2 separate regions of the Gossypium hirsutum genome follow, and region 2 is linked to region 1. The links are chromatin contacts, called in public Hi-C maps. All regions are on one chromosome and are shown on one strand. The core of a region is the stretch at or near the end of the contact, and the rest is flanking DNA. Distances in the headings are between cores, read along the strand shown.

Region 1 (6,168 bases), core at 3,060-5,559:
CCTAAAATCTATATATTCTAAGACCAAGAACAAATAACAAAAAAAATAACAAAATTTACCTTTCCGGCCACCGCCGGCGCCGGCGAGCCTCCGGTGGCCGTCCGGTGACCCCCCCTTGGCCGGAAATCGCCCCGTGCCCTCCCTCTCCCTCTTTCTTTCTTTTTTTTTTCCTCACCTAGTCACAAATGAATTTTTCAAAAAAACTTAGCTTTTATAGGGGACCAAAACGCACCGTTTTGGTCCCCCCTGTTTAATGATAAAACGACGTCGTTTCGGACGTGGGGCGGGTCGACCCGACCCGCACCAGGGCAGGATCCGCGTGTTTTTGAGCGGAAGGGCTATTTGCGCAATTGGCCCTTCCGCATTTTTATATTTCGCAATCAAGTTATTCGTTGTTTATAAATTGACCCTGAAATCCATTACACTTTGCGATTTAGTCCCCCTTCCAACGGTGTCGTTTCAAGTGTTTGGATAAATTACTTATTTGATCCCCATAGTTTAACGCGCGTTCTGATAAGTCCATTCTCCTTTAATTTCTTTCAAAATTCGCCCCAAAGATTTGGTTTTAATCCAATCTCATCCCTTTTTCATCTATTTTTTTACCTTAAATTTCATAATATTTTTGCTGTTTAATTCAATTTTAAATATTAATTGTTATATATATAATATTATTATCATTGTTGTTTTATTATTATTGTATTATATTTAACTATATATATATATTTTGTTTCGTTTCTACTATTATATACATATATTATATATTCTTTAATATTAATATTTGTTCACATATTTCATTACGTATATATATATAGGTATTTTTGTGTATATGGTATTATTTTCATGTATTCATTTATTTATATCATTTTTTAAATAATTATATTAAGTATACACTTGTAAATATCGTGCTATTCGTATATTTCCCATTATCTCATACAAATATCTTTGCATTATTCGTCATATATTTCTTTCATTTTTATGTATATGTTTTTAGATATCACAACATTTATATATTTTTGCATTATGTTACGTATACATTTTTTATCTTTACTATTGTGATTATCAGTATATGTTTTTGTATTTATGAATATATCTTTAATACATATAAGTATATATTTATTATTAATAGATGTTTTCAACATTATTATTATGTATATTATGTGAATATTTTAACATTATATTATATATGTATTTATATATATTACGCATATATATATACCCTTTTTTAATATTATATTTTTTACATATATATGTAGATATACGTACTTATACATACCTAAATATATTTTTCATATTTCTTAATTCTTATATACTTACATATATTTATGCATATTTTATATCATATACATACTTATATATATTCTTTATATTCTTAAAAATGCCTTTTGTATATTTCACATATTTCATAATTCACATACATATATTTTATATTATCACGATTTGTAAATATATATAAACACATATTTACATTTTTATTTTTATAATACTTACTGATTTTATATATATGTATATATTTATCTATGTTTTCATATTCTATAATTTATATGCATTTCTTATTTTATGGCTTAAAATTATATATGCATATACATTTTTACATAATCGTATTTATTGTCATCATTGTTATTTGGTGTTTGTTTATTTATTCGTGTACACTTGTGCCTTTTTTAAATGTTAGTTCTATTTATTTATTTGTATGCTTTGTTTATGTAATCGCCTCGTCATTTCATTTTGCCTATTGCATTGTTGTTACTCACTTTACTTTGCTCACCTTGTCGTATTCGTTATTGTTTTGTCAAGCATTGACACTAAACACCAAAAGGAAAATTTTTCTAAATAAGGCAATATTTCGCGTTTGGAAACTCGAGAAAACGTGCCCTAACGTGCTGGGTTTCGATTTCTCGTTTGACTAAATAGCCAAATATCCTCTTAAAGCTTCAAAGTATGGTTTCATTAAACTATAAGGTGATCTTGGTTTCGATGGTTTAGAGTATCGTGTCCTAACGTGCTGGATGTGATATTCCTTCGGAACAAGAGAATCTTATGTTTCAATTCACGATATCAGATTTTCTTTTAAGGATCGTATTTTTTAAAAACTCTTCAAATTTTCAATTTTCGACACTAAGACACTAATTAATCAACTAGGTACCAATTTTGGGCGTATCGAGGGTGTTAATCCTTCCTCGTGCGTAACCGGCTCCCGAACTCATTTTTCTGAATTTCGTAGACCAAAATCGTTGTTTTAATAAAATTAAATCATTTATTAAGAACAACCACTTTTTGAGGTGACCCGATCACACCTCGTCAAAAAAGGATTGGTGGCGACTCCCGTTTTCATTCTTTTTTTTTAAATCCAAGTCGACCCCGTTTTCAACAAAAAATGGTGTCAACAATTCCCATAAACCAAAATATAAGTTTATTATGTATTAATTTGATTGTAAGATGACTGAATTGAAATTTTTTTTTTGGAGAGGTAGGTCCCTGCTTATCCTTTCAGATTTACGTTTGATTATTAGTTTAATTGTACTTTCTAATGATTAATTTTGGTTATAGTTATTATGATGTATTTTTTTTGTGAAGATATGTTTTCTAATAATTAAATTTGTTTATAATTATTTGTAATTGTGTAACTTAAAAAAAATTGCATATATTAATTCAACAATACATTATTATGTGCGGATAATCTTTTCCTCTTTGCTGAAGCTGACGTGGTGCAGGGTTCAACTATCAAAGAGATATTGACTTTTTGTTTTCTTCTCCAGCAATACCGATCCCACTCTTGCGTCTCATATTTGTAATGTGCTCGGCTTTAATGAGGTTTCAGATTTGGCCACTTACTTGGGTATGCAGTTGTTCCATAGGAGACTAACCACTAGTATGTTTAAGTTTGTTTTGGATAAAATCCGGAAGAGACTCGATAGTTGGGATGCCAAGATTCCATCCATGGCGGGACGAATTATTCTTGTTAGATCTGTCCTTATGGCAATCCAAGCTACTTTACGCAAACTACTTTGATTCCAAGCAGAATTTGCTCGTAAATTGAGAAATTTGCACGGGGATTTATTTGGGGGAAATCCGCTTCTAGCTGGAAACCGGCACTAGTTAGGTGGGAAGAATGCTGCCAACCGCAAGTTAATGGAGGTCTGAGCCTTAGGCACTTGAAAGAACAAAATGAATCCTATTTTTTTATTAAAATTGGGTTTCCATTGTGTCACCAATAAAGAAGCTCTCTGGGTTAAGATCTTACGTTCCAAATACAAAAATTATGAGCAGTGCCCGTTGGATATATCTCGTTCTAGATGTTCTTTCGTTTGAAGATATTTAGCTAAGGTTTGGCCTCTCTTGCACCAAAGCTTATGCTGGTCCGTGGGGGATGAATGTTGGATCAGATTTTGGAATAACACCTGGGTCCATTTATGTCTCGTTGCATTAATAGCAAAGGCATCAACAAGGATATGCCTCTTAAAAGTGTGGTGACTGGATTATCTTCACCATCACCTAGATATCTGTTCTTAAAATAGCTGGTATTCCGCCCCCGAATCGAACTATCGGACCGGATTCTCTTATGTCGAAATGGTCCACTAACGGAGAATTTTCAGTTAAGACGACGTAAGTTCCCTCTCATGGGATTCCTAGTCAGAAACAGATAAAAAATAATCCTTAGTATAGTCTTTCTGTTGGTCCACAGCGAGTGCACCAATTTCTTCGGCTTGTCCTCTAGAGGCTTCTCACTAATGCTGAATGGTGCCCAAAGGGTAAGACTGATAATGGGATATGTAATATGTGTGGTCTTTTAGAGGAGACTACCTACACGTTTTCGACTATTATAAGGCTCGTGTGACTTGGTTGCAATTCTTTCCTCCAAATTTGCATGACAGGTTTTTCTCTCTTCCTTTGTTAGCTTGGATTTTAGAGAACCTTAGAAATAGCATGGGGTTATATTTCCATGATTTCACTTGTCACTCCCTTTTGGTGTGATTTGCTGGAAATTATCGAAGCAAAGAAATCTCCTTGTTTTTAAAAATAAATCTTTTAACGTGTTTGATATTGTCAAAACCTCTTGGAGCAAGGTAGTTAACATTAAAGAGACTGATTGCAACTTTGCTCATACTAGTCGTGCTCGTTCACGGTTGACAAATGGTCCTCGCCACCACCAGGTTAGGTGAAATTGAACACTGATGATGCTAGGAGACCTGACTCAGGAATGGCTTTGGTGCCTAGGGTTGTCAAAGACCATTGCGGCATATGGATCTATGGATTCATACGCAATATTGGATAGTGTAGCATTGAGCAAACAAAGATTTGGGCAATATATGATGGTCTTAAGCTGTTGCGGTCCAAGGGTTGGAGAAGTGTGCTTGGGGAAAGTGATTGTTTACTGTATTCAAGTGTTTTTTGGCCGACTCAAAAGGTTATTTTTGAGGACATTTGAGGAATAATATTTTCGGGACTATTCAATGTTTGGTCATAGTAGTCATTTCGAGGGGAGCTATTCAATGGGTATTATGGGCCTTTATGGAATAAAAAAGAAATCATCTATTCGGCTGCATCGTGAATTCTTGAATCAAATTATAGCTTTATTGTAGCGCACAACGATTGCAAGCATTTCTCAGTCGTCCTTTAGAAATTTTTGCTCACATCAAACATGATATTCAAGGTGTGGGTAATAGACTTTTTGATGGTTTGTAATATGTACCAAAAAAAAATTTATAATTTAATTTAATAATATTTAAAATATTTTTATAACCAATTAAATTGTTATTATTGAATATAAAGATTGAAGATAAAATAAAAATAAAAATGATAATTAACTAAAACTAAAGGTGTTAATGGGTCGGATCAGACTTAGGCATAATATTAACACATTTTATGTTCGCCCAAGTCTAGCCCGGCTCAAAATATGAGTTTCAAAATTTTGTCCAAGCTCGTTTATATTTGTAAATAGCTAACTCAAGCCCATTTTAAGCTTACCCATGTTATTTTTAAAAAATTTTAAAATATATTTATAATATTTTTTAATTCAAAATTTAATAATTTAATATATTTTTATTTATTAAAATTTTATATATAGTCACCTTAATATTTTTTAATGTTTACTATTACAGATTTAATTTTTATGTGTTATATGTTCAAAAAAATGTGTTATAAATTATATAATATATAAAAATAACATAATATAAAATATTAAAAACTAAAAAGTGGGTCGGATCATGTTGGGTCGAGCTCGGGCTTAAAAATTCAAGCCCGAGCTTGACTCAAATTTTAAATAAGCCTAATTTTTTTTTGCTCAAGCCTACTTTTCAAGCCTAATATTTTTGCATGAACCCTCCTAAATTTATCTTAAAGACTGTTTGTCATGCTCCAATTTATCTTGTAAAAGATAAGTCCTTCTATCTTTGTTTTAATATCTGATACCTATATGTTTTTGTTGTGTATGACAATAATAGTTTAAAAATAAAAGGTTGTTAAAAACTGTTAAAAGATTTATGGATTTTTTGTTGTTGTCTTTGTTGGCACAAGTCTAACAACAACTTAACAAGTTCTCCGCAACTTGATATCCTAACACATATTGTTATATCCCTACCTCAATTTAGACCCAATTAGACCCTCCATTAGGCCAACCAGGGCCCACTAAGTGGCATAGTTGAGGGAACTCATCCACTCTCAACCTTAATACACTAATCTCTCTACCACCTCTACCTGAGTCCCTTTACTTGTTTGACTCTCAACCCTAGAGTAGGTGAACTAGCCTTCTTTGACACCGCTCCCTCTCCTCCTTCTCCATCTCCATTGATATTGTGTTTCAACAATGATGCGTGAGCATGGACCAAACTACCCCAAATCCTCCACCACCAAACCCTTCGTAGTCATCTTGAACCGTTTGGTTCCTACAAAACCAAAGGTTATTGCATTGGAAAATTCTTGTTAGAGAGGTTATTGATGGGAATGTGTCAAATAGAGAATACACATAAAACATAATGTGCGTAAACCGTGAGGAAATTCTTCAATTGAGTCTACTCTCTTTTGAATCTTTATTCGAGAATGCCTTGTTAAGTCGAGTTGGAACATCGAATAAAGGAATAAGGTTGTCTAGTGTATAGACTTCAATTCTTGAGATGGTTAGGAAAATTGGTTTTTTGTGTGTTGAAATTATGGAGTCTTTGGTGTTTTCAT
Region 2 (6,100 bases), core at 1,770-4,269, 43 kb after region 1:
CCACACACACAAAATAAAATAAAATAAAGCAAAAGCAAACATGAGTCAGCTACCTTGCACAAAAGCAAATAGACAATAAAAACAAAGCAGTATCCCATAAAAAGCTACGACAACAACATCCCCATTACCAAAACCCACACCCTTAGTCAGTTTCTCTTCACAATATGTCTTCTATTTTATCATTTCCCTTGCCCAAAAACCCTTTACTTTCATCTTCATCTTCATCTTCATCTTTTTCATATCCTTTCTTGAATGCGGGGCTAATTTCGATGGTGGTTAGCTTCTTAGCTTTCAATGCCTCACCTTCCCAATCTGTTGTATAGAGCACTGCATACAGAATAGACACAACACAAGCGACTTGTGCAGACAGCAGTCCAAACCATAGCCCAGAGAACCCCACGTTTAGGAGAAAGGCTAGGCCCACTGCCACTGGGGTGCCCACAAAGTAAAATGAGCCGAGGTTAATGCGGGCACCGACCGCCGGCCTTGCCGTGCCACGTAGGATGCCACACCCGGTTGTTTGGGGGCAATTACCTAGCTCACACAGCCCGATAATTGGCAGGACTGTTGCAACCAAAGGTTTGACCAGATCATCCTTGGTGAACAAACCAGCCCATTTTTCCCTAAGGATCACGGTCCATGCCACATTGATTATGCCAATCACAAAGGCACATCCCAATGCCACCATGGCTGCTAGCTTGGCTTTATATGGCTTACCGGCTCCAAGTTCATTCCCTACCTGCATTTTCTCCCCAATAAGATGCGTAAGGGATAATAATAATAATAATAATAATAATAATAATAAAGAAAGAAAAAAAGGGGCATTTGGCTCATTTTTGTTGGTTATGTCGTTTCGTCACACAAGAATTGAATGCGGGCTTCGATGACAAAGTAAACAACTTCTTGCTTGTCTTTTACTAATTCTGGCCAATCACATTACATGTATGAGTATGATCCATACACAAGAAGTCCTTTAAAAGGTGATGCAATCACCAACACATCTAATTGGGATCCCATGATCATTTTTACATAAACCGTTGTTCATTTAAAAAAAAGGTTAATGGCCTTTTTTTTGTCATATATCATAAAATTATTCCATTAGTGGTGTTGGGTTGTTAAAATATGAATGAATAATGGGATAGAGAGAGTGGAACTTACACGGGCGGAGACACAGCCAGCAAGAGCCATGGGGACAGTATACATCATGCTGGTGGTCTGAATCAGGATCCCAGTAGCAGCCACAGCGAGTGTTGGGTTCGACAGATAACCAGCCATCAAAGTCACTATCTCATACCACCACCATTCCAAGCAAATCCCAAGACAACTAGGCACTGCCAATCTCAAAAGTGGGACCACCCCACCACACACTCCCCCAATCCCAGCCGTCCATCTCATCTCGCACCGTCCGCTAACCCGTACGTACCCCACCATCAGCACCACCATGTTCATGTTTGTAACCACGGACGCCATTGCCACACCTGGTACTCCCAGCCCCATTATCATCACCAGCACATAGTTAAGCGGCAAGTGGAACATCACAGCAACCAAAGAGCACCACATCATAGGCTTTGTCACCCGCTGTGACCTTAAGTAAACCCTCAATGGCTGTAACAAAGTGTTTGTTAAAAGATCCGGCAAAGAATACATACAGTAAGTTGCTGCCATTGCTGTGATATCTTTGTCTTGTCCCATGAACATCATAATGTTGTCAAGATTCACCCATAACAGGCTGATTGGTATGGTTGCAAGAAATAGGATTATGATCATGCGTTGGAGAGAGAGTGATAGCAACTCCCAGTTCTTGCTCCCATAGGCTTGGCTACACACAGGTTCAAGGCCTGAGGCAAGACCAACAAGCACAGAGTAACCAGTGATGTTGGTGAACCCAATGGAGAGAGCTCCACCGGCTAGCTCAAGGCTGCCTAGTCTGCCTAAGAACAGAACCGAAACCACTGCTCTTACAAAGACCAGCCAGTTCATGGCTGTTATAGGCAAAGCCATGCCCCATAGCTCTTTAACCTCTTCAACAACCTACAACATAAAAAAAATCTTATGTCAGTATGGTGTAAGAAATCAATAAATGTAAGATCAATATTTATATCCCTTTCCAAGGGCTGACCTCGGAAGCAGAGGGGAATTTGTGGGAAGAGAAATCTGTGTCATTTGCCATGAGTATCACCAAAAAGAAAATGGTTACAAAAGATTTCTAAGATGGCATGAAATATCCAAGGGAGTAATATAATCAAACAGGAAAATTCATAACCAGCCCAAGTTTCTACTTTTCAATCAAGTTGTGAGACAAGGACAGATATGGCCTTGTATACCCCCAAGTCCCTATTTTTCAATGCGTCTTATGTTTTTTTTTTCCCCCACAACTTTATGATCAAGAACTTAAAGAAAAAGGCAATAAATCAAATAAAAAGCTGAGAAGAACAAACTTCAATTTGGGTTGGGTCTTTCCTGTAGAAATCTCAAAAGGGAAATAAGAGAAGAAAAGGATAGGAAGGCATTAAATAGAAAAAGAAGAGGAAGGGGTTGTGAGAGATGTTAAAGGTGCAACGTTTTAAGAGTAAAAAGGGAAAGAAAGGGAAGAGTTATGGTTAGGAGTAAGGGGGGGTTTGTTGCTTAGTTGTAGCTATAAAAAATAAATGAGACAAGCATATATAGTAGTGATGTAAGTTTTAGAGCAGGAGGGAAAGAAAGGGTAAAATGGAAAAGGAAGGGACTTTGGTGATGGCGGCTGGGTAGAGAGAGAGAGAATGGAAAAGGTTGATTCAGGGTGAGAGAAGAGAAAGCGACCGAGGCAGAGAGAGTCCTCTACTTTCAGCCCTCACTCACTCCTCTATTCTTAAGCCTTTTCATTATTCATTATGACTGCTGCTGTGGCTGCCGCCGCTGCAACCATATATCAATTGTTTGGGGGCTTTTAACTGTAAATGAGGAGAGAGTGTGTTTGTGTGAGTTAAGAGACGGGGGAATTTGGAAATGCTCCTTAACTTCCATTTCCTAAACGCTTTATCTTTCCCTTCTTAATTAGAGGAAGGGTAAAACACATTAAACTTAGTTTGGTATATAGCCCAAATTTCTAAAAAAAGTTTTTCGCCTTTGATTTTATTTTATTTCTCCAATTGATTCGCTTTACTGTTTAGTAATTTAATATTTTTTTTATTTTTAAAGGGTTTGTTCGAAATTGAAAATATTAAATTCACGTTGAATCACTCAACTCAAATTTTGTATATCTATAAATTTTTTAAATTTATTTTAACAATTGACATTTTTATTTCGAGTTTCATAACTAAACATATATTTTATTTATATACTAATTTTTATCTTAATATTAAATTTACATTACTTTTTATTTATTTTTAAAAGTAATTAACTCGTGCAAAGGAATCCACTCATATAACAAAATGCAAAAGAATAAAGTGGTGCATTTTTTTATATTTAATTTCTATAATTATTCATTATCCATTAAATTTGTTTTCATTGTTTGTAATTGAAAATGAAAGTTACAAGTATTTTTTTTATCGATGTATTTTCTAGGATTTAGTTTCAAAATTAATATAAAATGTCATCTACGTTTGAATATTATATATGATAATTAGATTTTTAAGATTTCTTTTCTGGTAAGATTAACAACTCAAAGATTCCTCATTTTACTTGCAAATATCTATTTTTTCGGGATTAATCGATAAATCGAGTATTTTTTTATATTGTATTCAATATTTCATTTTACACTATACATTTTGTAAATCCTATTCGCTTGATTACAACACCTTAAATTTCAAGTAAACCAACAATGTGTGAATACAACACCTCAGAGTTCAAAACTTGCAATGTTTACTCTCCTCAAGCCCTCATTTCACCACTACCTACATCACTCACTACCTAAATCCCACTATCCTCACTCATCTTCACTACTAACCACTTCACCACCTCATTGTCTAAGATCACCATCAACGAGCCATACCAGAAACCTAACATGATAAAAATCCAGCAACCAAATAAAAAAGGAAGAAGCAAGCCTGAAGTGTGAACTGCAAAAATGAGAAAAGGAAAATATCAATAAAATAAATAAAACAAGGGGAACAAGAGAAAAAAAAATGACTTATCTCATGTGTTCAATGCTAGTGGCCAAATAAGATGTTGGTTTAGTTGGCGGCTTGGCATTGTGTTATCATTGAAGGAAATAAACGCGATGGTTTTGACAGTGAGTGGCAGTTGAGAGATGAGAAGTTGAGTTTTTTGAAAAAAAAGAAAAAGAAAGTTGTACTGTAGCGTCCCTTACTCAATTCGGTCACTAGACTTAAGCTACAAAATACTACAACTATTAACAGAACAATTCACAAACTTTTCTAGCTTTATATTCAATAAATCAACAAAATAACTCATAAGTCAAGTTTAGCATGATTCACAGCCAAATACACACAATTCAGATTTAAAATCAAAATAATCATTTCATAATCCATACAAAATACGATTTACAAACTAATACAAGTCCTAGTCAAGCTTACGAAAGCTCTTAAAACAACCCTAGAATAAATTAGGACTTAATTGAAAACTTAACAAAAAGTAAGAAAAAATCTACAAACAGAAGCCATATGGCCGTGCAACAAACTAAGGTCGTGTAGACCTAAATGTAAAATCTTTCAATCATTCACACGGCTGTGTAATCAAACCGTGTGAGAGACTGTGATCGTGTTTGACTAAATCCACCCTGATCATAAAGAGCACACAACTGTGTCACTAGCCTATGTGTGACACACGGTCATGTGTTAGCCCATATGTGCTAAAATATCTTTAAAATCAAGTTACACAATTGATTATTTCTTGTACCATAAACAAGCCTTTAATCATTCACTAGACCTATACAAAATGCACCAAAAGCATACTTAAACATGTTAATTTCCTACTTCTAACCAATATACCTTCATAGGCACCATCACAAACATTAGATACAAGTTATTATAAGTCATACTTTAACCTATAACCATTTCATACCACATACTAGTTAATATTCAAATCATCAACAAAGCTTTGTCATTCACATTAGCATATTAAATAACAAACGTAGCCAAAATCCATATATCCTTTTTACTAGCTACCATATATATACATATATACAAGAAAAACTATACCAAAGCATATTCATCAACTTGCACAAATTCAACCAACCCTTTGAAAATAACCTTTAAGACATTCCATAACCAATTTAACCCATCCAAAAACATGTATATTCCAAGCCAAAACATAGATGCCAATACTCAATTAAATATACAACCAATATGTCACATTTGACACCATCCAATCAATAAGCATAATCTAACACAAGTCATACCATAATTCATATTCTTATCTTGTCATAAGCAAGATTGTATGCATCTTAACCTCAAGGCTTTACCATTTTTATATACAAATAACCATTCATTATTTCATCAAGTTACCAAATGCATATACTCATATAATTAAAGTTCAACAATGCCAAAACACAACACATTTATTGCATTATTACTATTTGACCACCCTATGTACATGCCACATATAACCAAGCTCGAAACATTCAAAAGTCTACTAAAATCGAGAGATGATAAGTGTATGCATCTCGCTGATCTGATTGACAAGTTCTGAACATCCAAAATCTACAAAGAAGTGGTAACATGGGTAACTATTATAAAATTCTTAGTAAGTTCATACAAAATAACAATGTAATTACCTTTATTACTTAAAAAATATATAATCTATTATGCAACACAAATTCCCTATCAAAGAATGGCAAAACAATATCAAATAGGTGAGACTTTGGATCAAAAGTCATATTTTCAATCTCGATAAGCAATATATCAAGCTCAACCCAAATATACATATTGTATCTATTTCACGACTATCTTTTTCCAGATCAATATCATTGTTTCCACATTTCATTTGTATCTTTTGCCAACATCAATTTCATATTTTCACTTGTCCATCTTTTATTTCTGCCCGATGAAACATAGTAAAAGAACTTAGCATACAAGTGAAAATAATAGTGTTGGGTTACTTGTTTAGGTTAAACCTACACGATAAATATCAATTGCTTATCCAAGCTAATCATGAACTATAG

The links. A called contact is a pair of places that touch in the nucleus more often than the background predicts.
Region 2: a Hi-C map of leaf shows a contact between it and region 1, with 2.1 times the contacts expected there. The contact joins the promoter of LOC107889362 here to the enhancer-like site in region 1. A contact is called at or near these places in 7 of 34 Hi-C or Micro-C datasets (callus, hypocotyl, leaf and 1 more).

What each region holds. Positions count from the first base shown.
Region 1 is chrD09:40,833,987-40,840,154 of Gossypium_hirsutum_v2.1, forward strand. No RefSeq gene overlaps it. Among protein-coding and RNA genes, the nearest start is that of LOC107891377, 19 kb to the left of the region's middle. Within about 2 kb of position 4,310, at least 2 of the 9 cell types and tissues checked have an H3K27ac peak or open chromatin away from gene starts, as enhancers often do. A contact at or near this core is called in leaf, where this site is marked.
Region 2 is chrD09:40,877,915-40,884,014 of Gossypium_hirsutum_v2.1, forward strand. It overlaps LOC107889362 (protein DETOXIFICATION 54), which reads right to left and starts at 3,020. Exons shown (of 3, transcript XM_016813755.2): 1 at 2,120-3,020; 2 at 1,159-2,031; 3 at 25-739. The coding sequence starts at 2,170. The coding sequence ends at 158.